2 separate regions of the Arachis hypogaea genome follow, and region 1 is linked to region 2. Evidence: chromatin contacts called from public Hi-C data. All regions are on one chromosome and are shown on one strand. The core of a region is the stretch at or near the end of the contact, and the rest is flanking DNA. Distances in the headings are between cores, read along the strand shown. Region 1 has its middle 8.6 kb from the start of LOC112749863. Region 2 holds the start of LOC112749859 (small ribosomal subunit protein eS1).

Region 1 (3,769 bases), core at 31-2,530, 140 kb after region 2:
TGGTGTGTGATATAGTTGTGTGTTGGTATTTATGATTGATAATGGCAAGTTTTAGTTAGTGTGATATGTGAACTGTGTCAGGCGAATGCGTTTGCAGAATATGTGTACATATGGTTAGGGTGCTGGTATATTTGAACTTGATTATGATCTCCAGAGGTCTCATACTTGATCGATGGACAAAGAGGGCTAAGCAGCTGAGTCATACCAGCGACAGAATATGTGTTGGGGAGATTCCAGACACAGCATACATGAGCATGCATGCGGTAATGTTGGCTGAATGCAAGGAATTGGTGAACTTGTCTTGCCAATTCTTTGAGGACTATTTCGACATGAAAACAAGATTGGCCAAGGAGCGCCAATCCCTGAGAACTTGTCCTACCGATTTTTTGTGACTTCATCAATACTATCTATCTCTTAATGTTCTTTTTCTATGCTACAATCAGCCAAGTGTCCCTCATCTGAGTCATTTCACTGATCAGAGGCATCCACTCCTCTTTGCACACGGCCACATTGAGGTTGAAGCAACCTACACCAGATATAGTAGAAAAAGAATTGGTAGTTTTGGGGTAATTTCTGAAGGGTGGACAAACTTTGCTAGCTTGTGCAACTTCAAGCTCAGAGATGTTGGGGTCTTTGAGGTCCTCTCAATTGAACCGGTCACAATCCTTCAGGTCCGATGCCACTAGGAAGCTGCAAGCTCACGAACATCTATCCTTTTGTAATTAATTAGACGTGCATTAGTTGAATAGAATTTTCCATTAATAATCTTATATAACATGAGGTCTTTACTTAAAAAATTATTAACTTAAGAGTAAATTCAAATTAAAAATTCAAGTCATTCGGGTAACTGCAATTTTAAAAAATACACTAATACGTATAAAGAACTACTAGACTTATAAAAAATGAAATTTATTATCTTTCACCCAAAAGAAAACTTATTGCTTGCCTTTCGTAATTATTTACAATAATTTAACAAAGACCCAGTAATATTTTACATACAATAAACCCCAAAATAATATCATTCTTGAAATCAATCTCATTTATTATTAATTTTTTTTTATGCCTTTCAAGCTTTCCCATAATTTATACATATGAAAAGGTAGAAGATGAAATTTTAGAGGATATGGGTAATGTCATTAGATGGTAGGAAATAATTTTTTTTTTTTTTTTTTTTGGACGTGGATGGTAGGAAATAATTGAGGATGGTCTTTGGGGGTATGGGTTTGTATCAGAGTTGTGTTTGGATGGGTTGTGGATGTGGGCCATGTGGCCAAGTCCAAGTCCAAAAAAAAAAGCTCACCAATACTTTCTACCAAAAAAAAACTGATCATTAAGGAGTTGGTCCCCAGACCATGTTGTACCGATTTGCAATTAGATTCAATATTGGGTCAAATCTAACATTACTAACATGTTCAGTATGGCAGCCATCTCCACCATCCTCCATAAGGAATATTTCTGCAAAGGACCAGATTATTCTTTTCCCACTAAAGATATATCCATGGTAAAAATTAGATGAACATATTTTTGTATGCATTGTTTTAAAACAAGCTAAGGATGTTTATGTTTTCTTTGATTGCTCTGTCTTTCTGAGTTTCTTGGTGGACAATCAAAGACCACGCACGCATATCTATTAGCTCCTGAAATTATTAGATACAATATATCTTCGGAGATAGAAACATTTGGGAAAGGATGAAAAGGATAGGAGTAGGGGGAGATTGTAACTGTACAATGCTCTAATAATTAATGGCTTTCTTTTCAATAATGTTAACATATTGTTAGTATGGCATCACATATATCTAGGGCTGGAATTGAGTCAAGCCAGCTCATGAGCCAGCGCGAGCTCGACTCGTTAACAGCTCGATAAGCTAAATTCGTGAGCTGGTGAGCCAAGCTTGAGCCTGAAATTGAGCTCATAAATTAAATGAGTCGAACTTGAGCTTGGATAAGCTCAGTTCATTAGTTCGTGAGCTGGCTCGATTATATATATATATATATATATATATATATATAACAATCTTAATTATTTAATATTTATATTTATTTTTTACATATAATTTTAATATAGGACATAAATAAAAATTTATAATTTATTAATAGATAAACAATATATAAAATTGATCTTTTCAAATATTTTTAAAAATATATAAATTATAATTTATTGATATAAAATCATAGATTATGTATCTATGTTTCTCTTATTTGAGCCAGCTCGTGAGCTCGAGCCAGCTCATGAGCTTTTGGTGAGCCGAGCTTGAGCTTAAGAAATAAGCTCGATTGTTAATGAGTCGAGCCGTGAGTCAAGCTCAATTTTCGTGAGCCGAGCTTGAGCTTGGTCTAGCTCAGCTCAGCTCGGCTCACTTCCAGCCCTACATATACCTACATAGTGTATGAGTGTGAATTTGTGAAGTGATGGGGCTTTAATTAATACAATTGTGATTAATGAATGGAAATTATTTTTCTTATGGAAAGGGTAATGGTGTTTTGGTTTAATATTGACAATTGGGGTGTTTTGCTAATTTATGGGTCAGATCAACATGCGGGAGAGGTGTTAGTAGAGCGCCATCAGAGCAAGTTAGACTTCGTCGTCGACATGGAGGCTCTCGGAAAACACGGGGGGCGTGCTGAGCAGAGGTGCCAACCAGCTTTTGCAGACTATGTCGTAGACGTGGAGGCTCCATGTCAACACGGGGTAGGCGTGCTGCTCAGAAATTTTATGCAGCTTTCGCAGAGATTTTCGCACGTTTCTGAGGAGTTGCAAAGCCCTATTCAATACGGGAAGGGTGTGTTGCAGTGTCTGCATGTAGGGGACACCTCCTTCCTCCGAGAACAAGCAACACAGGGTTGAAATTCTTTAAATTGAGATCAACCCTCCCTCAGCATTCATTCAGCGAAGGCAACTTAGAAGAAGAGAGTGATTTTAGGGAGGAAGTCTCTCAAGAAGAAGAAGAAGAGAGTTAGTGTTAAAAAAAGAGTAATTTCGTACATAAAAAAATATTGTAAGTTTGTACCAATTAAAAATGGTTCGTAATTATACGGTACCTGAAGAACATATTAGTAATTATTTGGATCATCCAGTTTATATAAGTTGATAAATTTTATTTTTTTATGTATTTAAATTTTTTAATTTTAATTAATATTATTTTTGTTATTGTTAATATCATATAAGGGTTAAGTACTGTTTTCGTCCCTAAGGTCCGGGGTGAAAATCAAATTCGTCCCCGACCTTTTTTTGTTATTAAAATTATCCTCAACGTTACAAAACGTTATAAAATCATTCTTTTGTCCATAAATAATATTTTTTGGACAATTTTGTCCTTAAACAAAAAAAAATTCTCCCTATCCTCACCACTAATCCCCAGCATCATTAGTCATCACCACTACCACACTACTCTTTAATCTGAACCCATTACAACACCACCCCTTCATCCAAACAACACCAACAATGGCAACAGCAACTCAAATACCCTTCATCATCATCTTTCTCCCTTAACCTCCTCACTCTACTGTTTAACATTCTTTTGTCACATGGAATTAGACCATCAATAGCGGCACCAGCAGCAGGCAGCGCCCACAGGTGTGGAGAATATTCCGACGACGTTGAGCCACGGCGGTAGGTTCATCCAATACAACATATTTGGGAACATATTCAAAGTCACCGCCAAATACATACCCATTGAGCATTGAGTTCCAAAGTACCAAATCTCTAACAGGCAATTCCTCAAACACCTCATGTGCATCCATCACCAACCCAAATTTCATATAAGTATTA
Region 2 (3,713 bases), core at 472-2,971:
ACAGCAACGTACAATCAGTTTACTGATCAGGTTTAAAACTCACCTATGTGCAAAAACATGGGATCCTCTAAAGGGACATACCTCCATCAATTTCCCAAGATCAAATTTAGGGGCTTTGAGTATCTTGACTTTCCTGATGAACACATTCTGTAGAGGGTAAATGCTAGAAGTAGCCTTCTCAATCTCTTTACCAATCATTTCTGGGATGAACTTACGGACCAACTCCTTGAGATCACAGGATGTCGCCTGGTTGGTCATGATCTCCCTCATCTTCCTACGAATCTGAGGAGACAAATAAGGGCACACATTAGTAATATGCAAAACTATGTTCATATAAATGTTATAATCCCCCAAATCCATCAAAAGGCCCAAATGAATTATCAAATTTGGTTAACAATTTGAGGTTATAGCAATAATTCAAATACTATGTCCCAACAAATTACTACTAAAGAAAAAACTGTCTAATACACACCAGTTAAACTCCTATTAATATTATCTTCAATAACTCATAAAAGTGGATTGTAATTAAATAGCAAAAACATTTCAAATTCAACACAGAACAAACATAGCTTAATCAGTTAACACACCTGACGGATCTGACTTGATTGCGCGTAGCATGTTCTTTTCATTTGGTTAAACCGTCTCTTGGTAAACCCAATACAGAACATCCTCAAGGTATAATTATCTGTGGTCTTCACGTCCACATGTGATTCAATCAAAGTTTGCCATTTTTTAACAAGTGACCTCAGCTTGTCAGTAGTAAAATCCATTCCCTGCAGATTAAAGGAAAAGTTTCAATCAGTTTACAGCCATACAAGATAATAAATAGATTAAAGGAGGTTAAGCAATAAAACATACCCAGAAATTTGTGAGCACATTCCTTCCTTGTACATCTTCTGCTCTCAGCCTAATCTTCCTGAAGGCGTGGTCCTCATCCCCTTGAAGATCAGCAAGTGAGACCTCAAACACTCTATGTTTGAGTCCTTCAGAGGCAATCTATCATTTATAGAAACATTCGCACAACCATCAAAATATGAACAGCATAAGTACTAATAGATTGACCTTTCAACTACTAACACCCTAAATTAAAAAATATTCTAGCAGACGGCAAAGCGCAGTAAAATTATTCCAAGGCTTCACAAGCAGAGTAATGCTACAGTATATCCGTACATAAAACAATGGATCCAACTATCCAACTGAACAATCATTCAACAATAGAGAAAAAAAATTTACACGTCTAAACTACTAATTTCCATGTGTGAATGAATATAAAGAGGATTACAAATTAAATCTAAAATGAAGGTAAATAAAAGAAAAGAGAAAAAACAAAGACCTTCGTGCCCTGAGTACGAGTGACGAGGGTTTTGCCCACATTCTTGACCTGGAAGACGGAAGGAGCCTTGATATCGTACCAATCCTTCTTGGCAAAGGGATCGGCGCTGCAAAACCCATGGAAACAAACAAATTCATATTCAGAAAACTCAAAGATCGTTTAGTAAAGAGAGAGAGGAGAATGGGACACATACGCTTTCTTCTTGCCACCCTTCTTTCCCTTGGAGATGCGCTTGTTTTTTCCGACGGCCATTGTTCTTCAAGTGTAGAGCTTCAATTGCCTCTCTTGCAGTGACGGCCTCAGCAAACCCTACTGGTGGTGCTAGTGTTAGTTCCCCGCTCCAATATATATACCATGGGTATGGGTATGGATATGGGTATGGCCTCTACACATCATGGGCTTGGACCTACTTTTCAAGTTATAAGCACCCCACTTAACTCAACCAGCCTCTGTCCAAAAAGAGAATACTCAACCAGCCGTATAGCCAAAAAAAAAATATTTACGGTAACTATTTTTATAGGACCGATAAAGAAAATAAATCACTCAAGTGACTAAAGTTGGAGCAGCTACTTTCGGAATAACAGAAAGAAAAGTAACGATTAAAGTGGGAGAGTCAGAGTCAAAAAGAAAATTCCTCACTTCTTTCTCTCATTTAAAATCGTGCATGAGACTTTCATCTCATACGCTCTTAAGAGATAAAAAAAAAAGAAGAAGAGGAGGGGGATGGGTTGTTAATTTAATAATAGAATACTCGATTTTTAAGTGCGATTCTATTTTTTACACATTTGTATAAAGTAATTTTTTGTCTATAATTTTAGTAGGGTTTGTAAGACCACAAGTCCACAACTGATCCAGAAAGAAATGAATGAAAAAATGACATGTCGTAAATCCAAATAAATAAATAAAACTCCGATTAGTAATAGATTAGTTTTTGGCTGTCAAGCTCTCGTAGCCCGTAGGAAACTAAAAAAGTAAAAAAAATAAATAAATAAAAAATTTGGTACAAATTCAAGTGAAGTTGATAATTCAGAATCATTAGATAATAATTTAGTCAAACTTATCAAATCATTTAATGATTCTCGACTATTAACTTCACATGAAATTAAGTGCGCCTGAGTTTTTACCAAAAAATTATTATGTGTTATATTTTCTTAGTTGTTACTTATTTTTTATTTATTATTTTAAATATTATATTAATATATATTAAAATATTCTTATAAATAATTATAAATAGACATATATATTTATATGATTATTTTCATTAAAAACTAAATAATAATGTTAAACAAATAATATAATTATATATAAATATTAAGATCATGTATTTTTGGTGACTATATTAAAATCATATATAAGTAATGTTAGCGTAGATAATTCATACATATCTATTAAAAAAATAAAATGTACATTGTATTTATGCGTTGCATATATAAACACTATACAAATCATCAATTCCTTCTTGCATTTCCATTTTTGCTTCCTTAACATTTATGTATTTAATATTTATATAATTCCCTTTGAAAACTCATTTCAGAGTCTTATGTCGCATTGCGGCTAAAAATTTTTAATATGGAGGGAAAATGTGAATTTTTGTTAGAAATGGAGATTTTTAGTATATATACATGTAGGTGAAAATTGAAGATATAGTAAATGTAACGTCAGCATGTATGCAGTGTGGTGGATATGTATCTTAATCAGAAACAATACACTGTTCGTGTTATCTATGTGGCATAAATTCAAGTAACACGCATACATACATGTCAGGCATGTAAGTACACGTATCTTTGCGTGTTGTACATGTGTTAAATGCTGGTTGAAAGGTATTGTAACACATAACCTACGAAGTAAATTTTCTGCTTATAAAAATCGAAATTCGTTATCATTTTACTTCATTGTGAGAGGTGTTTTAGTGCATTGTTGGTGTGATGGAGGACACTGCAAATATAGTGATTTACCACAACAGTGAACTTATACAAAATTCGTATGAAGGAGTGAGCTTTGCGTGTGAGAATACATTTTTGTTTGTGATTTCATGCACTATAACATTCGTGAAATTACAATACGGTCTCAGTCAGATCATAGAGAGCGAGCAACATTCTCTATAGGAGTCCACTTGTTGTATTTGGCAGCTTAATACAATTTAAGATTATGTCGATTATTGACGAAACAAGTATTCAACAGATGTTTCATATTCACCAGAAAATTCAGGTGCAACTCCCAAGGATTGAGTTGTATGTTGAATTTGAACATATAGTCGCGGATAAGATTCAACATGACCCAGATGTGCAAGATGACAGAGCTGAAACATACAAAGAAATGAACAATGATAGCGACGAGGAGTTCGAAGCTACGTACAAAGCCGTGTCAAGGACGAGGACGG

Evidence for each region. Hi-C and Micro-C count contacts between places; a contact is called where the count stands out from the background.
Region 1: a contact with region 2 is called in a Hi-C map of leaf, with 2.9 times the contacts expected there. The contact joins the enhancer-like site here to the promoter of LOC112749859 in region 2. A contact is called at or near these places in 2 of 8 Hi-C or Micro-C datasets (both in leaf).

What each region holds. Positions count from the first base shown.
Region 1 is chr15:19,841,126-19,844,894 of arahy.Tifrunner.gnm2.J5K5, forward strand. No RefSeq gene overlaps it. Among protein-coding and RNA genes, the nearest start is that of LOC112749863, 8.6 kb to the left of the region's middle. Within about 2 kb of position 1,281, at least 1 of the 3 cell types and tissues checked has open chromatin away from gene starts, as enhancers often do.
Region 2 is chr15:19,698,004-19,701,716 of arahy.Tifrunner.gnm2.J5K5, forward strand. It overlaps LOC112749859 (small ribosomal subunit protein eS1), which reads right to left and starts at 1,722. Exons shown (of 6, transcript XM_025798278.3): 1 at 1,527-1,722; 2 at 1,334-1,439; 3 at 859-996; 4 at 588-773; 5 at 82-282. The coding sequence starts at 1,585.